2 separate regions of the Zea mays genome follow, and region 2 is linked to region 1. A link is a contact called in public Hi-C data. All regions are on one chromosome and are shown on one strand. Each heading gives the region's core, a stretch centred on a gene start, on an enhancer-like site or on the middle of the called end of the contact. The rest is flanking DNA. Distances are from core to core; before and after follow the strand shown.

Evidence for each region. A called contact is a pair of places that touch in the nucleus more often than the background predicts.
Region 2: a contact with region 1 is called in a Hi-C map of root tip, with 2.4 times the contacts expected there. The contact joins the promoter of LOC100278700 here to the promoter of LOC111589298 in region 1. A contact is called at or near these places in 4 of 25 Hi-C or Micro-C datasets (ear, leaf, root tip and 1 more).

What each region holds. Positions count from the first base shown.
Region 1 is chr5:2,911,716-2,917,278 of Zm-B73-REFERENCE-NAM-5.0, reverse strand. It overlaps LOC111589298, which reads left to right and starts at 3,044. Exons shown (of 1, transcript XM_023300099.2): 1 at 3,044-3,720. The coding sequence starts at 3,123. The coding sequence ends at 3,404. LOC100191263 reads left to right here. Exons shown (of 5, transcript NM_001136697.1): 4 at 1,937-2,123; 5 at 2,223-2,543. The coding sequence ends at 2,373. It also overlaps the pseudogene LOC100192040.
Region 2 is chr5:3,080,529-3,086,091 of Zm-B73-REFERENCE-NAM-5.0, reverse strand. It overlaps LOC100278700 (CASP-like protein 4B1), which reads right to left and starts at 2,538. Exons shown (of 3, transcript NM_001151891.2): 1 at 2,225-2,538; 2 at 1,991-2,129; 3 at 1,429-1,846. The coding sequence starts at 2,448. The coding sequence ends at 1,655. It overlaps MIR390b (microRNA MIR390b), which reads right to left and starts at 5,398; the gene lies at 5,207-5,398. It also overlaps the pseudogene LOC103627951.

The DNA.
Region 1 (5,563 bases), core at 1,795-4,294:
TCAGCATGCAGTACTTGAAGGATATAGTGATTCGAACTGGATATCTGATGCAGACGAGCTTTATGCCACTAGTGGTTATGTCTTTACTATTGGTGGAGGTGCGATATCATGGAGGTCATGCAAGCAGACCATTTTGACGAGGTCAACCATGAAAGCCGAGCTAGCTGCACTTGACACAACAACCGTTGAGGCAGAATGGTTGCGTGAACTCTTGATGGACTTGCCGGTGGTTGAGAAACCAATACCAGCTATCCTTATGAACTGTGACAATCAGACAGTGATTGCTAAAGTGACGAGTTCTAAGGATAATGGAAAGTCATCAAGACATGTCAAAAGACGATTGAAGTCTGTCAGAAAGTTGAGAAACTCCGGAGTTATAAGTGTGACTTATATTTCAACAGATAAAAATCTGGCAGATCCTTTTACCAAGGGACTATCACGTAATGTGATAGAAATCGCATCGAGAGAGATGGGTATGAGACCTGAATAAAGTTGCCATGGTGGAAACCCAGTCTATGTGATCGGAGATCCCGTGAATTAGGTCCTGGGAAGAACAAGCCATTGGTGAACTGAGGAGAGTAACCTTTGACCCTCTCTAAGCAAAGATGCAATACTCTCAAATACTGTAAGACAGGTTGGCTTTGTGCCTTAATGTGTTCTGTTGGCTTGTATTAGCAAAGATGTGTCCTGCAGAACATTCTTGAAAGAACACACCTATATGAGTTAGACTGTCTAACGTCACAGTTTATGAGATCTGGGTGATCTCTAGTAAACTCATGAAGAGACCTTGGAGTACGACGTATATGCTCCACCCGAGAAGGGGACTACTGGTAGCCAAGTACTGGTCATGACTTCATGTGAAACCCATTCACGCAAAACTTGCAATTCAAGGCATAGTCCATTGTCCAAGTTGTGAGTTGGTGTAGCTTGGAGTTTTAGGCGGAAGTTCAACTTAACAGTCTCTGCTGAAAAACTAGTATATTAAACAGTAGTGAACAGTGGCGGAAAAATGCAGATGGGCATTTGAGATCTGGTGGGGATTGTTAGGATTTATGGGCTTGGTCCAGTTAAGAAATTCAAATAAATCTCAGGAAAATCTCAAAAGCCCATACAAGTGGATGACTAGGGAATAGGTGGAACCAATAGCACCATATTGCTAGTTTTAGTGAAGTAGAGCTAGCTTAAATATGGAAGCCACACTCACTCACCAAGTCATGGATGGGAGGAGAGAGTGTGGAGAGCCACACGCGCGCGCTCGCTCGCCTCGCCTGGCCTGGCCGGGGCGGGGCGGGGCGAAGGGCGCGGGCGCACGACATGCGCGTGAATGGTCCGCCGAAATCCGGCCCCTCGCCTTGCGGGGGCGCGGCTAACTTTTGCCGTTTGATTTTTTGGTGGCTGTTACGTTTATCCTAACCGATCGCTATAAAATCTCAACTGATTGCGAGATTTTGTGGGCGGATAAGATCGAAGGTCGCGGACTCGGCCCTATAAAAGGAGCTCGGCAGCCAGCCTCCAAATCATCCCAGTTCGCTTTCGCCTCTCTTCACAGCTGAGCCGCCTTCCAGTTCTCTTCATTCCGACCGCAGAGGTGCATCTGCGATCAGGAGAGCAGGTCTCCGGAAACCTTCGCCTTCTAGATCATGTACCAGGAGAGGGCGAATAAGGTTTTTGGGAAGCGTCTTCACGCGACTGCTCGTGATCTTCTGACCTCGTGGACCCTGCTGATTTCGCTACTTCGACGTCGTCGATCATGCTTATTCCGGCGCGCGCCATCTATTAGTATGTCTAATCAGTTCGCATCATCTGATTTGACTTTTTACTTCAGTGCTTCTGATTTTGTCATGATTTATATTCAGAATTTAATCTAAAATTTGTCTAATTATTCAATAATGAAGAAGAAAATAAAGGATGGATGCCGGCCTGTTCGTCGTCGCAGGTTGCACGGAGGAGTACAGGGACATCTGGATGGGGGCGGTGCATGTGCACGACGCCGCCATGGCGCATATCCTGGTGTTCGAGAGCCCGGCAGCGTCCGGGAGGCACATCTGCGCCCAGTCCATCTCCCACTGGAGCGACTTCGCGGCCAAGGTCGCCGAGCTGTACCCTGAGTACAAGGTGCCCAAGTAAGCGACCCGACCAGACCATGTCCTGTGACTGTGAAAATGAAAACCTGGATATAGATAGAGCATTGCTTAGCTTAAATTAAGTTGCGTACGTTGCAGGTTCCCCAAGGATACCCAGCCTGGGCTGGTGCGACAGGGAGCCGAGGAGGGGTCCAAGAAGCTCGTCGCGTTGGGGCTGCACTTCAGCCCTCTGGAGAAGATCATCAGGGACGCTGTGGAGGCCCTCAAGAGCAGAGGCTACATTTCGTAGCTAGCCGACCGACGGCAGCTATAGTGGAGTAGTATGCCTGTCGAATTTCGATTCCCAAGTGGCAAATTCTGCAAAACGAGTTCGCCAATATGAACAATAAATAAAGAACGTTGTGATAAAATAAAGCAGATTTTCTGTTGCATTTGGCCCTTCAAAGCATCCGTGGTGGTAAGATTTCCTATCTGTCCTGGTCGGTCGGGCCTGAGCACCTTTTTTTTCTTTAGACAGTATATATATAGTTATTACCTGTTAGAATACCCTGCTTTTTCACCACCTAGGGATTGTTTTATTATATTGCTATAGTGCAAATTGGTTGATCCAAATTAAAACAGGATCTAAAATGGTCGACAGGCTAAGTTTATAATGAACACACACCAAAAAAAAAATCAAGGTGGAATGTGTCCGCAATCGACGCTGCGATTTCGAATGCTAAATAAAGGTAAATCGGTGTTGCGAGACTTGTATAAACACGGACGGACGTAGAAGAGAAGCCATTATGCGTGGCAGGCAGCAGAGCACAAGAGCTATTCAAAGCCGCGGCAACGGAGGGCTGCAATTCACAAACCCCAAAATTAGGTCACCCCGGCCACTTTCAACGCGAACACCGCAAACGGCCATGGATCCCGGCACTATAAAAACCTCACCGTCAGCATTCGAGATGAGCCAGGAACAAAGGAAAGCAATCACAGCCGGACGATCCGAGCAGAGAAGGGGAGGTACCTGCTACGACTAGCTAGATTCCACGCGCGATGGCGCCCACCAGGATCCGCGTGGCCTTGCTGAGCTTGGCGCTGGTGGGGCTGCTCATCTGCCACCTCGCCACCACCGCCTCCGCCGGCAAGAACAGAATCCGCATCCTCGACAGCGTCGACGACTCGGCCGGGGACAACAACAGCTCCGACGCCTCGGCCGGGGACAACAGCACCGACTCCGAGTCGGAAGGCCGCGTCGTCTATTCCGACATGAAGCTGGCTGATGAGACGGGATCTGCGCCGGCTCCGGCACCGGCGCCGGGGCCGACGACCAGTTGAAGCGAGGAAGGTGGCCAAAACTGAGGGCCCGGCTACTATCTTTTGCTATAACTAAAGATAGGGCCAAGTTTAATTTCTCCGATAAATTCTGTCCGAGCAAAAAGTATGATGGGGTTTTTAGTCGAGATGGTAAATAATGTATGACGCGCGTGTGGACCAAGAGTCATGGCTTGCTGTACTTGTGGTTTCTGAGCTGCAACACTCAATCGACTACTAAACTAAGGTAATAACTAGGTTAGTGCCCGTGCGTTGCAACGGAAACATATAATATCATGATAATTTAAAGAGAACCCAGAGAACAATCCTGATTGTACTATTGTATATATTGGCAACCTTGGACATGAGGTAGAACCAAATTACTGCATAACCATGTTCATCGTTCCAATTTGTTCTAGCTCTCCGTGGAGCACATTGTCCCTTCGTATCGGAGGACGGAGAACCGGCTGATTCTCAGAGAACGCCGGTGGGGCAGAGGAAAAAGGACGGAGGGAGAACTCACCTCGACGAAAACCAATGTGACGAGGGCGGACGCGAGGTGACGGTGGAGTAGATGAACAGTCAGGGTGCGAGCACGCCTCATTTACAAATCTCTCATTACCGATTTGGGATCCTACAGGCCTCAAATTCTCTCCCGGCAGGTAGATTCCCGTACTTTGGTATTTTTGTTTGATAGATACATGCCAGCTGCATGCTGGCGCTATATGACAACCATACAATGTTTCTGGTATCAACCTGTTAGTGTTTTAGGCAACGACAAAAGCAACGGTGCTAGCGTTCATAAATATTCTTCAGTACATGGCTCTTCTCCAATTCTTAACTCTTTGATCCCAAGCCTAAACCCAACAATAACGGTTTGCGTCCCTATCAACAGTTCGTGCAAAATTTTGGATCCAATGCCCACATGTCATCGGTTCTACTCTTAATGAGACATAGTTTTCGAAAAGGAAACATAACTAACATAAATCAAATTGGTAAGCAAACTCTACAACGCAAAATGGTACGGAGTCATGAATTAGAAGGTCTCGACAGTTGGGTTGCAACATTTTTTCTTTAAAATTGACAACCAGTAAGTAACATCAAAGAATCATGTAGGGTTTCAACAGTTAGCCTAGACATATTTATGTGTGCCCAGATATCAATTTGATTAAGCAGGATATCAAGAACATAGCAAAGCACTCATCAAGCTTACCTTTCTACATTGTAGGAAGAAGAACGTTTAAGCGCCGGATACCTCTTAGCCGGACCATCTCTTTGCGTCTTCTTGGTCTCAACAAGGCTCCCGCTGAAGTACTCCTGCTCCTACAGCTTTATCCCCATCAACTTGGGGTTTTCTGAGAGACAGTCGAGCTCGCCCATCATCATGGTGCGCGAGATCAGCGGCGAGGGGAGCAACCTAAGGTTCGGGAACCTCGGCTTGCACATCTGAACGACCCCAGCGTTCCCGTGATCCTTCACCGAGAGCGAGCCACAGGTGATGAGCTGCATCAGCACGCTCACCGGCCTCAGCTTCAGGCAGGCGCGCGCGCCGACGTCTTCCTCTTTGAGGATCCTGAAGCTGTCCATCATCACGTTGTCCGGGCGTATCAGTCACTCTAGTAGTTAATCCTTAACATGATGTATACATGCAATAAATACTCTTATGGATTTTTAGCATTGTTGTTTATAGGCAGTGCCGGTCCTGACATTTTAGAGGCTCGGGACAAGACTTATAATAGAGGCCCTTTATAATAATAATTATTACGCATAATTATAGTGTGCATATATATATATATATATTGTTAATAAATATTTATGTATATTTGAAAACGTTGTTTATATTAAATACAAAGTAACTAAAATATAGTGTAACATCTCGTAGAAAAATGCTGCATATATATATCCAGATGACTCAAAAGGTCACCTTGAACAATGATTAAATGGATGTAATGTGTTGTCAGATCAATCGATCAGATCATGTTAGTTTCTTTTTCGTCGTGTAGGGCAAGACAAAAACGCCGTCGTACCCAATGTCGTGTGTTGGCTACCGAGAGGAGAGGACACGACCGCTTGTCTGTCTGCGACCGAGAGCCTAGACAGATGGGCCTGAGACTACGAAGTACTACTACTGCAATATAGAAATCAAGATTGACGGGCTACGCCTAATTCTCCTTGCTTATAAT
Region 2 (5,563 bases), core at 1,289-3,788, 170 kb before region 1:
CAAAATTCAACACGCATACTGTCTTAGGTGACACTGTACAGTTAGTCTATGTATGCCATCTTGCTAAAGGATTGCGAGGATAACGAACCACACTAAAACACCACTAACAGAGGTAAGCATTATCTCAGCATAAATGAGAAATCAAACTTGCTAAAGTTGGTAACTGTTGTAAACCAAAAGCCGATGCAGCAGCACAAACAGATGATAGGTTTGTCAGTTCAATTTGTGGAACATGAAGCAAACAGTTGCACCCAGTAAACACTAAACAAACAAAAAAGATCAGTTCTGACTACGAAGTCATTTACAGGCATTGGCTTACACCAACACTAAACGACACGAGTAATTTCAAGTAGAAGAAAGAAAGTAACCACTGATGATAGTAAAAATTTGGCAGCAGACAACTCAATTACACGATGATCTTTTCCTTTGACGGTGTGGAGGACGCGGAGAGGTGCGAGGTGCCGAGGATCCACACGTCCTCGAGCTCCATGAAGTTTAGCGGCCACCACGCCGGGACAGGGCCAAACTGCCGCCACCACGCCGGGACAGGGCCAAACTGCCGCCACGATACGCGTACAAGCGCACCGGACTCGACCAGACCCGCCAGCGAGGGGTTCCCTGCGGCGGCGGCGGCACCCCAACCAACTCGTAGATTCTAATCGTCTGCAACAATCAAACGCAAAAATACGTATACCACCATAGAAAATAAGCTTGAGCTAATACCTCTGGAGAAAGCCCTTCTGGAGTCAGCCCCTTCTGTGAGCTCCAAATCCAAATCGCTGGAGTCGGCTTTGAAGTCCTCATCGTCTTACGCAGCGAACGAGCGTCTGCCGCCCCTCTTGAACTTCTTCTTCGGCTGCTAGATGTCCCACTCCATGAGCCGGCGCGGCGCTGGCTCGCGAAGGTCGGCAAGGATCGCGTCGCCGCACAGCACGGAGCGGGGTTGCGGGGTGGGGACTCCATGGAGCGTCCACACCATGCAGATCGGTCTTCCAGGGAGATATTGGGAGCGGTAGATCGGGGGGAGGGGGAGTAAATCGCGCATACGTACAGAGACTCCATGGAAGGCGTCCACGCGATGCAGAGATTGGGAGCGACAAATCGGGTACTTCATGTAGGTGAGGCAGATCGGGGGAGTGGATCACGCGGATCGACATTCCAGGGAGAGATTTGGGAGCGGCAGATCGAATACTTCCATGGAGGTGAGACAGATCGGGGGGAGTGGATTGCGCGGACGTCATTGCTAGAAGTGGAGATCACGGCGAGGAGAGGCGGGTCCACGTGCGGGCGAGGGGGGAGGGGCGGGCGAGATTTCTGCGGCGGGACGACAGTCGGGGAAGATGGGGCGGCGCGATGTGCGGGAGCGGGGGCACGACAACTGTGGACGCCCTCCTTGCTGTCTTATAGAGTAGTAATAGATATATATATATATATATATACTGTATTGGCTTTTGAAAGGATCATTCTCAGTGAGTTTGACTTTCGTCTTTGCATGGTCTATGTAAATTAAACAGTAGTTACACATTCCATCTTCTTTATCAGAGAGAAAAAGAAATATGCTCAACTAACAATTGGAGGCAATACTATATGAACAGTGTCGAGGTTGGGTAACGTGACACATCACACATGAGATGGTAGAGTTGTGATTCACAGGCTATACAAGAGCCTCCATGGAGAGGTTGTACCCGGAGACGAGAGCAGAGAGGCCAATGGCCACGAACGCGAAGAAGGCCATGCTGATCGCCGCCGCCGCCGAGTCCGTGAACAGGTTATCCGCCGCCTGGCGCATGTAGTCCGTCACCGGCGCCGCCGCGGACATGGCCGATATCAAGAAGTAAGCGACGACCTGCACCAACGTTTCCAGATTTTCCATCAGAGAAAAAAAAAAGCGAGACAGACAATAGTAATCGGCGGTTGGCGATCGGTGGGTGGATCGGATCGGATCGTTCCACGGCGGCGCACACACACGCGCACCGGATGAACCCACCACCTGGTCTCCGGCGAAGTCGACGACGGCCGACGCCTTCCTCGCCGCGATGAGGTCCCGCCCGGAGCCGAGGCGGTGGACGTCGCGCAGGACCTGCGCCGTGGCGTACAGCCACGCCACGATCGAGATGCCCAGGCAGTAGCTGCACGCTTGGAAACTCAGCACTGCATCGATTCCAATGGTCGATCGATCGAGAATGGGTGGTGCTGGTTAATTTGGTTAGCCTACTGTACTGACTTGTATTCGGGGTACTCGCGGAAGTCCTGGCTGCCGCCGTGCTGGTTGGACGCCATGACGACGAGGGCGAGGAGGGAGAAGAGCCACGCCAGGGCCCGCAGCAGCAGCCGCGCCCGCGCCGGCGCGCCGTCCATCTTCCACCGCTGCACCATGGACCTCACCCCGCCAGCGTCAGCCGGCCCGCCCCCGGCGCCTCCATCGGCGGCCGGGCCGGACTCTGACATATGCAGATCTCTCGATCTCGATCGGGTTGCGCGTTTGGTGACTGGCTGGCTAGTTGCTTTCCTCCTCGGCCAGGGACGCAAACGCAACTTGGTGGTGGACCACGAGGCAGAGCCGGCGAAAGCGAAACCGACGTGGTTGTACCGCTACGGAGCTGTGAGTCTGTGACAGTGTGACGACGGGCCAGGCACCTGCACCTGCACGGGCACGGGTGATGGTGACGCCGTGACAGTGACGCGCGACTCGGTTGGGCAGAGCACCCTGCATGGCTGCATGCACCAGAGGCCCCCTAGAAAAATAGAGATGATGGCAGGCAGGCAGGAACGAAGCAAGGTATACTATCGAATCAAACGATCACTAGTTTTAGTGCAGTACAGAAAAACTATAGTATTTATGTAATAGACATCTGTAAACCATGGTATTTGTAAACCACGGTTTTAAATAACTGAAGTACCAAACAGGGCCTCTGTGTTCAAAATTACAGGCTCACATTTATTCACCTATGGGCCAAACAGGGCCGTCGTGATCCTCGCGCTGTCGCTGCTCCGCTCAGCCCAGCCCGTCCAGGCGGCGCTGTCGCTGCTCCGCTCCCTGTCATCGCTCGGGCAGTTCAGCATCCTCGCCGACGCCTGCACCGTGCTGGCTGTGGCCTGGCCACCGTGGTGAAGCAGGACCTCCAGGCTCCAGCTCCTGGCCACGCGCGGCGAGCAGCCGTTCGGGGGCCGGGACGCGGTCGCGGGGCTCTGGGGCGTCGCGTTTGCCGCCCGCTTCGTCGTCTTAATTCTGCTTCAAGGGCTTCTGCATGACGCTGGTGCTCGAGGCGTCCATGGCCGACCGGAGCAGGTTCCGCCCCGTGCTCGTGCAGGCCATCGCCGGCGTCACAGTCGTGTACATCTGCTTCGGCGCCTGTGGTTACCTCGCCTACGGCGACGCCACCAAGGACATCATCACGCTCAACCTACCGAGCACCTGGTCCGCCGCCGCCGTCAAGGTCAAGAAAACTCGCTCGTTCACGAACGTGTCGTCGAATCGATCGACACGCACGGCCGGCCGGCCCCATCGGCCGATGAAACGAAACCGATCGCGAATTAAAAAAAAACGGTTACTTTTTCGTGCAGGTGGTGCTGTGCAGCATCGCGCCGTGGACCGGGCGGCCCTGCACGCGAGCCGCGTGGTGGTGCTGGTGGCGCTGTCCGCTGTGGCGTGCTTCGTGCCGGCGTTCGGGTCGTTCGCGTCCTTCGTCGGGAGCACGGTGTGCGCGCTGCTCTCCTTCGTGCTGCCCGCGTGTTGTTTCACCTCCGCGTCGTGGACTGGGGCATCCTCCTCTTCGGCCTCGCGTTCGCCGCGCACGGCCTGTATGCCGTCCTGTCGCGGCACTGACGTTCCCATCCCAACACACGAGTTTGAGTTTCTCTTCCTCGCGCGCTTGTGCTGATAAGATAAAAAAAGATACAGCAGTTTCGTACACAAAATTGGTTGATTGATACGTTTGGTTTGGACTAGAGGATTTGTTCACTCCGGCGGTCCTGCCTGTTTGGAAGCAAGAAATGTGAAATATTAGCTCCAATTTTTTTAAAAAAAAATACGGAGGTAGTAATTTATTGTTTCTCGATGAATCAGAACCGCACTAATTAGATATAAAATCAGATTTTTTTTTTACAATTGTATTTTGATGGATCATAATCACATTAACTGGATCTGGCGCTGTACGTCGAGGACGCTGTCCCCGGTTTCGGGAGCACGAAACGATAAATTTGCATCGACTCGGATTAAAGTGATGTTTGGTTCAATCAAGTGAACGTTAACGACAACGGGATCGACTGCCTCCCCTATGTGTTACAGTGTACTGGTGCTTAACACCCTTTGTTTGGTTCGGCAACGTTCTCCATTTCCGTAACAACCTGAACATAACAAGCAGGCTTTCAACGACTCCACCAATACTAGTTGGGAGTATAGATGTCCAGCAAACCCAAAACCTGACTCGAAGCATGTTTTTTAGCCTGATACGAGCTCAGCCCACCATCGTTTAAAACGGAAGATCTAGTCTAGACCAGCACGAATAAGCGGGCTAGATCCGAACAAAGAATCATATATAGCTAGACAGGAACAAAGAATCAGACCCGAATAAAAAATGGAAAATAAGATGGGATAGATAAACTTTAAGAAGGAACATGCATGGGAGGTGTGTTGGAGCAGAAAAAACAACCGTTGATCATTGGCAGGTGAATATACGTGAATTGGTTAGGAGATAGATGCATCATGCATGATGGACATGCTCTTGAATTGGTTAGGTCAGCATTTACTGCACGCTTGCAAGTTGGGCGGGGGCGCTGCGGCGTGCGTGCCCCGGCCCATAACTTGTCAAAGCTCTTGCAAGTTGCATGCATGCATGATAACACGTGCGACTGGTGAGCGCGCGCACACACACCTCATCCGCCTGCACACGGATATACTACTAAAGTAATCATGCCTGCATGCATGCATGGAGCCAGCAGGATGAGACACCTGGATCGGCCGCGGACGCGCACTGGCCGGCCGGGGACGATGATGTCCTTGAACTTGAAGCGAAGCTACTAGCGACGAGACGACGACGACGACGACCTCGATCAATCTCAGGCTCGCCTCCTGCATCTCAACAAGAAAGAATGAAGGAGTACGACGCACACAGAAGGCAATTCTAGCTGGGAGCGCGCGAGGAGCTCGAGATCGGCCGGCGGCGGCGGCGGCGCGTACGTGGTACGTAACTGGTAAGAACAAGCCGTGGAGCTCAGGATAGATAGCGCTTCGGATCGATTCATCATATATAGACAGAACCTTGAGATGGATCCAAGAGAAAGTGAGAGAGAGAGACAGAGCAGCATAGCTGCTCTGTCTCTCTCTCTCTCATTCTCCCTTCCTCTTCGTGGCTCCAATCTATGTGTGATTTCCTAGGCGCTATCCCTCCTGAGCTTCAAGGACTGTTCCATACCCTTCCTTCCTTCTCCGATCCTCAGATGCTTGCATGATCAGGTTCTCACCATCACATGTCTAACACTATTCCTATCTATGAGTATGAATATGTGTATGTATAGTAGCTACGTCGTTCTTTGCAGCTAGCAGCGCAAGACCAAGCTCTGT